Linked DNA regions of Hordeum vulgare: all the other regions are linked to region 3. A link is a contact called in public Hi-C data. All regions are on one chromosome and are shown on one strand. The core of a region is the stretch at or near the end of the contact, and the rest is flanking DNA. Distances in the headings are between cores, read along the strand shown. Region 1 holds the start of LOC123402057 (exosome complex component RRP45A-like). Region 2 holds the start of LOC123404430 (pentatricopeptide repeat-containing protein At4g20770). Region 3 holds the start of LOC123401881 (auxin-responsive protein SAUR71-like).

What was found. Hi-C and Micro-C count contacts between places; a contact is called where the count stands out from the background.
Region 1: a contact with region 3 is called in a Hi-C map of leaf, with 4 times the contacts expected there. The contact joins the promoter of LOC123402057 here to the promoter of LOC123401881 in region 3. A contact is called at or near these places in 2 of 6 Hi-C or Micro-C datasets (leaf and seedling) and 1 of 1 datasets of contacts at active chromatin or transcription factors (embryo).
Region 2: a Hi-C map of seedling shows a contact between it and region 3, with 3 times the contacts expected there. The contact joins the promoter of LOC123404430 here to the promoter of LOC123401881 in region 3. A contact is called at or near these places in 2 of 6 Hi-C or Micro-C datasets (leaf and seedling).

What each region holds. Positions count from the first base shown.
Region 1 is chr6H:106,512,171-106,516,166 of MorexV3_pseudomolecules_assembly, reverse strand. It overlaps LOC123402057 (exosome complex component RRP45A-like), which reads left to right and starts at 1,839. Exons shown (of 9, transcript XM_045095917.1): 1 at 1,839-2,089; 2 at 2,208-2,417; 3 at 2,502-2,597; 4 at 2,692-2,806; 5 at 3,053-3,133; 6 at 3,231-3,419. The coding sequence starts at 1,962.
Region 2 is chr6H:106,306,992-106,310,652 of MorexV3_pseudomolecules_assembly, reverse strand. It overlaps LOC123404430 (pentatricopeptide repeat-containing protein At4g20770), which reads left to right and starts at 1,759. Exons shown (of 4, transcript XM_045098359.1): 1 at 1,759-3,661. The coding sequence starts at 1,759.
Region 3 is chr6H:107,195,045-107,199,020 of MorexV3_pseudomolecules_assembly, reverse strand. LOC123401881 (auxin-responsive protein SAUR71-like) reads right to left here and starts at 1,995. Exons shown (of 1, transcript XM_045095737.1): 1 at 976-1,995. The coding sequence starts at 1,751. The coding sequence ends at 1,395.

The DNA of each region.
Region 1 (3,996 bases), core at 590-3,089, 680 kb after region 3:
ATTTTTTAACTAAACATATATATTTTTATAATGCGTAAATAAATTTTCAAATACAACGCACCTTAATGCTTGAACATTTTTTAAATCTCACAAACACCAGAATTTAAGTTGTTTTCTTACATAGAATAAGAAGAAACAACAACATAAAAAATGTTTATTCATTCTGAACATGATATGGTGTAGTAGCATGGTGGACTCTTAGTTAAGAGTGATCACGACTCCACGAGGTAACATGTTCAAGCTGTGAGTCTTTATTTTCTCTTGTTAGATTTTTTTTTTCAATTTTCAATACATGTTCATACGATGCAGACTATTCATGCATACTAAACATCAACCATCATCTGTGTGGTGGTTGTGCATCCGAGCATACTAGAGACAAGTCATGGGTTTGAAACACCACCCTCATCCTTTGTTTTTCATTTTATTTTAGGGTCTCAATGCGTAAATGAAAAAATCTGATGGCTTTTTGCAAACCTATCATGCGACAACGGCTGACAGCGGGCCTTGGCTGTGCTGGCATGCCACACAAGCCCCTGATACGTCCGTGTACGCGAAGTGTGATCGTATTTGTATGCTCGTGCAAGTTTGATGACCGAAAACATGTATTTTACAAGTTTGTGCACCAAACTGATCGTCACGTGCAAGTTCTATGACTAACGGTGTATTTACCTCTTTTTTATACATTATTAGAGAACAAATCATTCATTGTCAAGCAAAATACCATTTAAACAATCTATTACGAAAAAATGAACAAGTTAGAGCATCTATAGCGACCCCGTATAATGGTCAAACCCGTAAAAAAATGATGCGTTTACAGTTTCGGTGGGAAAAACGGCGCGGAGCACACCCAATAAAACTTATTTGAACCGTAAAATTTTTAAGGGGCGCGGTAAATCCATCCGTCAAAACCTTATATGTGCAGTTTTGAAGGCACTATACAGTTCAACTTGTAAACTGGTCAAATGTCGTCGGAGCAAACGCGCCGCCGCGGAACTGAGTGAAATTTACCTGAAACTCACCGGAATCCGTCGCCGCATGTCGGAAGAAGCCGCTGCACGCCGGAATTTGTCGCCGCTGGTCCGAATTGCGGTAAGCTTGACCTCCACTTCCGAGGCAAGGCCGTCCACGGGCAGGGCGGAGCAGGCCACCGGCGGCCCGAATCAGGGCGGGGCGGCACCGGAGAAGAGCGAGGCAGGGGTGAGGGAGCTCGCGCGGCCACATTGGGAAACGCGCATGCGGCGAGGGGCATTGTCGGGCTCAAATCAGGGACGGACGCGCGCGCGAGGGAACGCGTGGCCGGGACGGGCGGCGCAGGGCTCCTCCAGTGCTTGCGTGGCCCGGAACGGGCGACGCTGGACGAGGCGGGTGACGCCGGGGCGAGCTGGTGTGCCAGAGTGAGGCACGCCGTGGCCGGAGACGGGAGAAAAAAAAAGGAAAAAATGAGCTATAGTGGGATACAATTTCATTTACGGGATGTGCTCTGTTCGGGACAATTTTGTACCATAGAAACGATTTCCAGTGTCCCTTATATGTTTTTTTAAGGATCAACTTTTACAGTGTGCTAGAGAAGCTCTTACATTCATTTCAATACTCTAGCGGCATTTTAGTCCTTTCATCAGCTCAAAGTCGTTTTCACAGCTTTTGTTACCAAATAAGAAACGACCAATCTTTAGTTCTTTACTGCAGCCGATTCCCCAACAAAATCAATCCATAATTCTATGAAGTTGAATCCCGAACAAACAAGGGCTGAGATAAGTGGGCAGTTTTTCATAGGCTCCATAATTTTGGCATCAACCAAAGTACAAGGACCAAACTAACATAGAGTACCAAAATTTGGGCAGAACACATTTGGGCACCAACCAAAACATTACCCAAACTCACTCAAAAAGGGCACAAACAACCCCCCGCCCCCGCCTCGGCCGCGTCTAAAACCCTAGCTCCCGCCGCCGGCGAGCAACGAGATGATGGACCCGCGGTGGCGCCCGACGGTGAACGAGCGGGAGTTCATCGAGCAAGCCCTCCAGTCGGACCTCCGCGTCGACGGCCGCCGCCCCTTCGACTTCCGCAAGCTCAAAATCGCATTCGGCAGGTACCTTGGCTCAATCCCCTCTCCATTCCTCTTCTTCCGCGCGTCCGTCGGTTTGAGCTCAGGGAACTCCTTTGCTCGCGCTTCAATCTTTGGCTGAAGCTGCTGCTGGAATCTGTAGGGAGGATGGCTCGGCGGAGGTGGAGCTCGGCGAAACGCGTGTGATGGGTTATGTGACTGCCCAATTGGTCCAGCCGTACAAGGACAGGCCTAACGAGGGCACGCTGGCCATCTTCACCGAGTTCTCGCCCATGGCTGATCCTGCCTTTGAGCCGGGGCGACCTGGGGAAGCAGCTATTGAGTTGGGCCGTGTCATTGATCGTGGCCTAAGGTCTCCGGATGGCTGTTTGGTAGTTCCTTTTTTGTCAAAGAGTTGAAGTGTGGAGTTTAATGAGGATTCTCGGTGGTGTCGCAGGGAGAGCAGAGCCGTGGATATGGAATCCCTGTGTGTTGTTGCAGGGAAGCATGTCTGGTCGGTGCGTGTTGACCTTCACATTCTGGACAATGAGGGGTATGGGTTGTATATTGCCTACTGATGTGATTAATGAGTTAATGCTTCTGGGTAGAGCGCTAACCGCGTGAATTGATATGGACGTTTCTCTCAGGAATCTCATCGATGCAGCTAACATCGCTGCATTGGCAGCTTTGTCTACATTCCGGAGGCCTGAATGCACGGTTGGTGGGGATGATGGTCAGCAAGTTACAGTACATGACTCTGAGGTAGGCATATAAGGTGTTATATTGTACATTCTCTTGCTCACCCATTCCTAAGTTCTAGCTGGACCTACAAAGCACCACATTCTCCAGTTTGCTGTGTCGCTGTAATGAGAAGTACCAAATATATATGACTTGCAGAGCTTCCTGTAATATGTACTCACAAAAACAACCCCATTATTAACTGTCAAATGCTGGTCCTGTCACTGCCATGGAATTTATCTTATGTTCTATCTTTATTGTATATTACAGGTCAGGGACCCACTTCCCCTAACAATTCATCATCTCCCTATAGCTGTAACCTTTGCATATTTTGGTGACGGTAATATCATGGTATATTTCAATATTTCTGAACATGAAAGGGGTGTTATTAACAACCATCATGTTTCTCTCTTCTTCTGACAGTCTTTGGCTGAATTTTTGTATGTAGGTTATCGATCCAACGTACAAGGAAGAAGCTGTTATGGGAGGAAGGATGACAGCTACGATTAACTCGAATGGTGATGTCTGTGCCATTCAGAAAGCTGGTGGAGAGGGTGTCATGTCTAGTGTTATCATGCAGTGTTTAAGGATTGCTTCAGTTAAAGCTGCTGATATAACAAGCAAAATAAAGAGAGAGGTGAGCCAAGTTGCATCACTAATATTTCATTACAATTTGGATATCTGTTTTAATGTTCTATGAAACATTAAACTGTAGCAGCGGTTGTGACTCGAGAATGTAGTTCATGAACTCTATAATTGTGGTTAACCACTCTGACATGTAACATGTTTCCTCTATTGAAGATCAAAATACTAAGCCAAAAGCCACCCACAAAGTTCCATGCTGAACATCCCTGTATAGCATAAAGAAGGAAACAAAATGATGTTAGAAAAATAGAAATTTGACATTGTGTTGGTCAGGCATGTGGCCACTAGAAAGCACCGATATGGCAACATTGGCCGTGTCCTGTTGTGGTACATACGGAATACGGGGATTCACTGGGATATGTGGAGATACGTGTATCCCCGAGTATCCTCTTTTTCCAATTTAAAATAATTAAAATAAATAAGGATAGGCTGGGACACTGGGCAGATACGGCTGTGATATGGGCAGGGAGGGAGATGGGAACAGCGGCCGTTGGCGAGAAGAAGATCCAGGCTGGGATGAAGATTGGAAGGTGGCTGCCAACAAGGAAGAAGCTCTGGGCAGGGAGAAG
Region 2 (3,661 bases), core at 510-3,009, 890 kb after region 3:
AGCAAGCAATAATAATAATCTACAAGAAGAAGGGATGTATGTACCTGGCGCTAGGGGTCGGGCAGGGGATCTGGAGCTCGAACTCGACGGGGAGGCCGAGGAAGCCGTGGAGGTGGTCGAAGGTGACGTGCGCGACGTGGAGGACGTCGGTGGGCCCGCCGATGTCCATCCCCTAGCCGTCCCCCGCGGCGGCCGGCTCGTCCGCGTTCGCCATCTGGCATGACAGCGCCACCGACTTGCGCACCGCGGCGAGCAGCAGCTCCAGCACCTGCCCCTGCCTCTCCTGGTGGTCCGCCTTCCTCTCCAGCACCGGTTCTCCCATGAGTTAAATCCATCCAGCAAAAGGAACGAACAATATTCAGCCAAAGCACCACCAGGAATCGAAAATTACAACAACTAATAAGCGCTCGAGTTGACGGGGTTACCCATGAGGAAATCTGCAGCTGCGACGGACGGAGGAGGGTCGAGAACAGATCAAGGATGGCAGGGGCTAGGGGCGACAGCTCCGGCAAGGTGCGAGAGGATGCGGTGTCGACCTAGATCGGGAAGAAGGAGAGAAGGGGGAGGGGAGGCTTCGGCGTTCTCGGGAAGGAAGGGGTCGAGGGAGGAGACAGAGTGTGCTAGGTTTAGGTAGGAGAGGTGAGTGTTTGGTGGGCCGATGGATTGGATGGACGGATGGATGGATATACGGATAGATGTTTGACACGTCATCGATCCATGCCATAGCAGATTCCACCAATCAGAATTAAGCTTATATGGTAATTATTTTAAAAAGTGTTCTAGAAATGAGCTACCATGTGTGAAGATTCATGGAGGATAAAATACCAGCCCAATATAAAAGTAAGATAAAAACAAATTACAAGCCCGTGCCATGAATGTGGTCACTATATTGGAGGGAAGTTTTGATAGTTATTTTTAATAGTTTTTATGCAAAATATTACAATCTTAAAATGTGGGCCTTTTTGACAAACCACAAACTAGCCAATTAGCAATTATGGAGGATAAAATACCAGCCCAATATAAAAGTAAGATGAAAAATAATAGCCCAACAAAAAAGTGATATAAAAAACAGTTCAATACATGCATGAGATGGGATAGAATGGACCCACGAATGACATGTCAACATAGTTAGAACATGTTACGATATTTTTATAATCATCGTAAAAGTTATGACGATCTCATCTTATGCGGTTACGACGTTTTTGACTCACATCGTCGTAATTTATATGTAGATTTGATTCCCTCAAACGGTTTACGACCATCTCAGATGAAATCGTCATAGATTTATGACTAATTCATCAACGACCTTTTAAAATATGTCATGTATGAGCATATTTCTTGTAGTGTCGGGCCGTGCCAGGCACGCAGCCCGGCTCAGACCATGTCTGGGCCTGAAGGCTGGGTACGCGGACCGACATGACATGCCCGTTTACAGTTTTTATTATTTTTATTATTACATATATAATATGTAGCAAGTTAAAAGCCTAACAGGTCAAAAGCGGCCTAAAAGCCCAAATGCGTAGCAGGTTAGCGGACCTAGCGTGTCGACGGATCGGTCCGTATAGGTCCCGTGCCGTGCCTAACCCTGAAGGCTGCGCATGTGCACCGGCACGACACGACACTGTCCGACTAATATTCATGCCTGAACGAGCCGTACCATGTGAGGCCCGTTTACGGTGGGCCGTGCCAGCCCGTTTGGACAGGACTGCTTTTGTCTATAAAATACAGCCCTTCTACTTGCCGCTAAATCCCGCGCTAATGTCGAATCTGGCGGCCCAGCTCGCGGGCGTGCTCCAAGCCTGCATCAAGCGAAACCCAAAGCCCAACCGCGCGCACGCTAAGGCCGCCCACGCGCGCGTCCTCGCCGGCGGCTTCGCCGCCGACATCTTCCTCCTCAACCGCCTGGTCGAGCTCTACTCGCTCTCTGGCCTTCCGCGCGACGCCCTCCGCGCCTTCCGCACCCTGCCTCACCCCAACGCCTACTCCTACAATGCTGCGCTCTCGGCGGCCAGCCGCGCGGGCGACCTCGACGCGGCCCGGACGCTGCTCGACGAAATGCCCGAGCCGAACGTCGTCTCCTGGAACACCGTCATCGCCGCGCTGGCGCGGTCCGAGCGCGCGGGCGAGGCGCTGGGCCTCTACGAAGGGATGCTGCGGGAGGGCCTCGTCCCGACGCACTTCACGCTTGCCAGCGTGCTCAGCGCTTGCGGCTCCATGGCCGCGCTCGAGGACGGGAGGCGCTGCCACGGGCTCGTGGTCAAGGTCGGGCTTGAAGAGAACCTGTTCGTGGAGAACGCGCTCGTTGGCATGTACACCAAGTGCGGCAGCGTTGGGGATGCTGTGCGGCTGTTCGACCGGATGGCTTGCCCGAACGAGGTGTCGTTCACGGCGATGATGGGAGGGCTGGCACAGACTGGGTCCGTTGACGATGCGCTCAGGCTGTTCGCGAGGATGTGCAGGAGCGGGGTACGTGTTGATCCCGTGGCCGTGTCAAGTGTTCTGGGCTCGTGCGCACAAGCTGGCGCCAGCGAGTTCAACGTTCTTCGCGCTTTCCAGCTTGGGCAGTGCATTCACGCCTTGATCATCAGAAAAGGCTTCGGGGCAGACCAGCATGTGGGGAACTCCTTGATCGATATGTACACCAAGTGCATGAAAATGGACGAGGCTGTCAAGGTGTTCGACTCATTGCCCAGCGTCAGTATTGTTTCTTGGAACATCCTTATAACTGGATTTGGCCAGGCGGGCAGTTATGAGAAGGCTTTGGAAGTATTGAACCTGATGGTAGAGTCGGGCTCTGAGCCCAATGAGGTCACTTACAGTAACATGCTGGCGTCCTGTATTAAGGCGAGGGATGTTCCATTTGCTCGTGCAATGTTCGACAATATATCAAGGCCGACTTTGACTACGTGGAATACACTTTTGTCTGGTTACTGCCAGGAGGAACTGCATCAAGAAACAATCGAGCTGTTTAGGAAAATGCAGCATCAAAATGTGCAGCCTGACCGAACAACTCTGGCCGTGGTCCTCAGTTCATGCTCAAGATTGGGGAATTTGGGCCTTGGAGCACAAGTTCATTCTGCTTCAGTAAGACTCCTGTTGCATAATGACATGTTCGTCGCTAGTGGTTTGGTGGATATGTATGCAAAATGTGGACAGGTTAGTATTGCCAGGAGCATTTTTAACAGGATGACAGAGAGAGATGTGGTGTGTTGGAATTCTATGATCTCAGGTTTGGCTATCCATTCTTTCAATAAAGAGGCCTTTGATTTCTTCAAGCAGATGCGACAAAATGGAATGATGCCCACATCCTCCTCCTATGCTACCATGATTAATTTATGTGCAAGACTTTCTTCCGTACCTCAAGGTAGGCAGATACATGCACAAGTTGCGAAAGATGGTTATGATCAGAATGTCTATGTGGGTAGTGCCCTGATCGATATGTATGCTAAATGTGGCAACATGGACGATGCACGCCTTTCCTTCGACAGCATGGTGACTAAGAATATAGTTGCATGGAATGAGATGATACATGGATATGCTCAGAATGGTTTCGGAGAAAAAGCCGTTGAACTATTTGAGAATATGTTAACTACAGAACAGCGGCCAGATAGTGTCACTTTCATTGCCGTCCTAACAGGATGTAGTCACTCTGGGCTCATAG
Region 3 (3,976 bases), core at 746-3,245:
GAATTCTAGGTTTGGTTTGCAATTGGTGCAAACATGACAACCAAAATTTGATGAACAATCTGTTACATGCAAAGTCAGAAACCGAGAGTGCAGTGCAGATTCAGGATGCAGTACTTCAGAAATCAGAATTATATCTTGTCTGGATGTTCAATATCTTGTCCGGATGTTCATACAAATGCATTCCTACAGTTGTTCAAAGAGCTGGTGTGACTTTCTTTGGCAGATTCTGCTTTATAATCAGTAATATGCTTTGCTATCTTTGGCCGGACCACTAACATATCGCTTGCATTCACAAGCTTGCACCAATGTTAAACTCATGCCCTCCCCAGATGCAATGCAGTACATAATGTTCGGATGCGGAAAGTTGTCGATTTATAAGGACTTGAACTATCTTCAGCAAAATGATACCAAAAAGTTCAGTTGAAATTGCAGCGTTCCCAACTCGGATATCAACTTGTTGAAAACCAAACCAAAGCGAACTCTAACTCAATATTTCTACAATGGCAACGCAGTACTTGATAAGAACACTGCTGAAGATGTTAGCCAAATTTTGCTGAACAATCCGTGACAGGCCAGTGAGGCTGCAGCTCATATCCAGGCTGCAGCAATTTCTTGGATTTTCAGCCCGGCTGAAGATGCTCTTACACTTGCACCAGATCAGCCGTACAAAAGCTCTAAATGTACTGCTTGAGTGCTTGTCTTGGTGTTAATAAAAGTTGATATCTGCAGTATCCTTTCATTCATTCGGCATATATCCTGCTTTAAACCAGCACCCTTTTGCTATCTTTGCCCGGACCACCAACATGGCCATCCCTTGCCCATCACATCTTGCACCAAAATGCAGTGCAATTCAGTAAAACGAACAAGAATTCTCTGAAATGCATGTAAAAAATTCATGCTTTCCAAACAGATCCAGGATCTCTGATGATATGAACTGAAGCAAATAGTAGACAGCAGGAGGGACAACAATGGATGTGTAGTGCTAAAAGATATTACTAGCTCAGTAAAAATATGGCATGAAAGCCTCAGGATCTGATATGGTTAACAACACCGAATACCTCAAAATCCCTAGCACGAACGCATACTGCTACCTCTCTCTCTGCCTCAGACACACGCACGCACGCACACACACGCTGAAATCCCTAGAACTAGAGGGGGTGAAAAAGGAACACCCGCAAGTTCTTCCCATTCAGCTCATGCTCAGCAGTAAGTAAAAAAAAGTTACTACGAAGCTAGGAGATCCCTATCCTAACCCTGGCTCCGGCGACTCTCCTTGGGCCTGCCGCCGTATGTACATTGCAGGTCTGCCCGGTGCCCCCGGGGGTAAATCCGTCAGAAGTGGTGGGGGGCGAATGAAGGGGCAGAGTTCTCCAGCGGCGGGCCGAGGAAGGCGCCTAGCAGTCGGCGGCGTAGGGGTCGTCGGAGAGGCGGACGAGGAGGCGGCGGAAGTCGGCGACGGGGCAGGGGATGCGGAGCGCGCCGGGGTGGCCGTACCCGTACTCCTGGGCGGCGCGGAGGAGCAGCGCCGCGAAGGCCGGACGTCCCAGCAGGTCCGCGCGCACCGCGAAACGCTCCACGGGCCCGCCCTCCTCGCCGACGCACACCGGCACGTGCCCCTGCGGCACCTTGCCGCCGCCGGCCGCCGAGGGCTGCTTAGGGGCGGAGCGGAGCTGCCGGTACGCCGTGGCGGCAGCGGCGGAGGAGGAGTCGGCCGCGGCGACGCGGGAGAGCCGTCTGAAGAGGCGCTTCATGGCGCTGGGGGCGGCGGCGGCGGGGAGGGAAGAGAAAGGCTGTGGGTTCCTGGCGCAGGGGTCAAGGCGTTCGGTTGGTTGCAGTGGACGGACTGGTACTAGTACTACCGGGTGGGCTGCGCTGCGGTCCTCCGTGCTTTATAGAGGTGTGTAGGGGTGCTAGCGCTCGTCGCCACTTTTTCAGCCATTTCAAAACTTTTTTTTTGTGCGGAGATCCTTTTTTGTGCGGAGTACTTTGGGCTATTTTTCAAATATTGCATTTTTTTATTAATTTAAAAAACATTGTGATGGATAAAAAAATTGTAATTAGGTAACATCATCGACCATCCCGTAGCCGACTGGATCTCGTCGGCCACGCCCACGCCGATTAGCCCCTACCGGCTACGGCACGCCAACACGCGTGTCGCCCTCCCATTTTGCCACTAACGTGATTAATTAGTACTAATCGACCTAGCAGTAATTAATTAGTACTAATAGGCCTAGCGTGATCGATTAGTATTAATCAGCCTAGCCATGACTAATTATTATTAATTGGCCTACTCGTGGCCAATTAGTATTAATTGATCTTGGCAAAGTCAATAGGTGCATGTAATTTTTTTCCTTGTGTAAGGTCAAACTTTTCATGGCCACGATAGCAAAATTGCCCCTTTATAATTTTTTCTGTCAATTTTCCCGTCTTTTTTTCCTGTCATTGCACTTGTCATTTGAGTCTATAAAATGAGGCATTGAAACTGTCTTCCTCCATCGTCGAGCCACACTTGAAAACACCAACGTGTTAGTCATTATGAGTTTGTCTTGCTCGGATCAAAGCATTAAGCCTAGGAAATATTGCGCTGTTGCTGCGGCGATCTCTGAAAGGTGAAGGAGGTGACGAATTTTTCAGATTGGTTGGGCATAAAGTTTTTCATGTGCGCCAATTATGAGAAAGATCCACCCGTTGCTACTTCACCGCACATCAGGCCTCCAATATGCTCCAGTCATCAAAGTCATCAATAATAAACACGTTGTTGATATTATTGTTGACTTGATATTTATATTTCTGTTTTTGTTGTATTCTCCTACTCTTCTGTGCATGTACTATCATGGGATTGACATGGAAATATCGGACTAGGCGATGACTGAGATTCATGAAAGAGGTCGTCGTGCATGGGCTAGTTTGGACGCAGAAGAGCGCTGCGAGAAGGCAGAAGCAGAGGAGAAAACAAAGGAGCAGAGAGAGTGGTGATGACGAGATGATGTATATACTTCTTGCTCCTCGTTGGTTACCCCAAGTGGAAGGTTGAGATGTAGTCAGCATCAAGTTTTCCCTCACACGAAGACTGTAATGTTTATCGAACCAGGAGGACTTCTAGGATGAACAAGTAGGTGTCTCCTGTCCTGGCTAGTAGAAGACGTGGTCCTACACACACAACAAATAATTTTTCTCCCAACGAGTACAGAGAGGTTGTCAATCTCTCCGGCCTTGTAGTTTGCAAAAGATCAAAACACAAGCGGGAAAAGTAATAGTGATTGCAACATGAGAGTAAATGAAAACGGTAAATGGTGAAGGTGTAAACAATGATGGTGATATGGACCGGAGTCACATGATGTTCACTAATGATGTCTCTTTCCCAAAAGACGATAAATAACTATACTTGGGTGAACAAATTACAGTTGGGTAATTGACAGAATTATGAACGCACCGCAATGCTAATTATGCTACTTGAAAGTGAGAGACTCAATAGTAATGGGCAGTACGTCAAGACAAGTAGACCGTTTATTCGTCACCATTTACTTACTAATCATCCACCTTGAGATATCTATCCAGAACATCTCGCTGGTATTAAGTTGCGAGCCCCATCCAAAGTGTAAACTCAAAGCAACGAGCAACTGCATTAACGAACTGTGTGTAAGGTAAGCAATCCTTGCAACCGTGGTCACAAGCACCGTTGTTTTATCCCTGGTGGCAACAACACATCCCCTAGTCTCATGTTTCTGTCACTCAAGCTAGACATCGAGGGGCATGAAGCCACAATCATGCATACCGGTCCCTCTTGAAGTTACAATCTACTACTCGGCCAAAGCAATAAATAGCAACGGAGAACATGCATGAATCACTAAGGAACATAGTATAAAAGGATAATCAAATATATAACTCATAACAATCTGAACATAATCTCATAATCCATCAGATCCCAACAAACCGAGCATAGCAATAGCAAGAGAATCACATAGATGCCTTGATC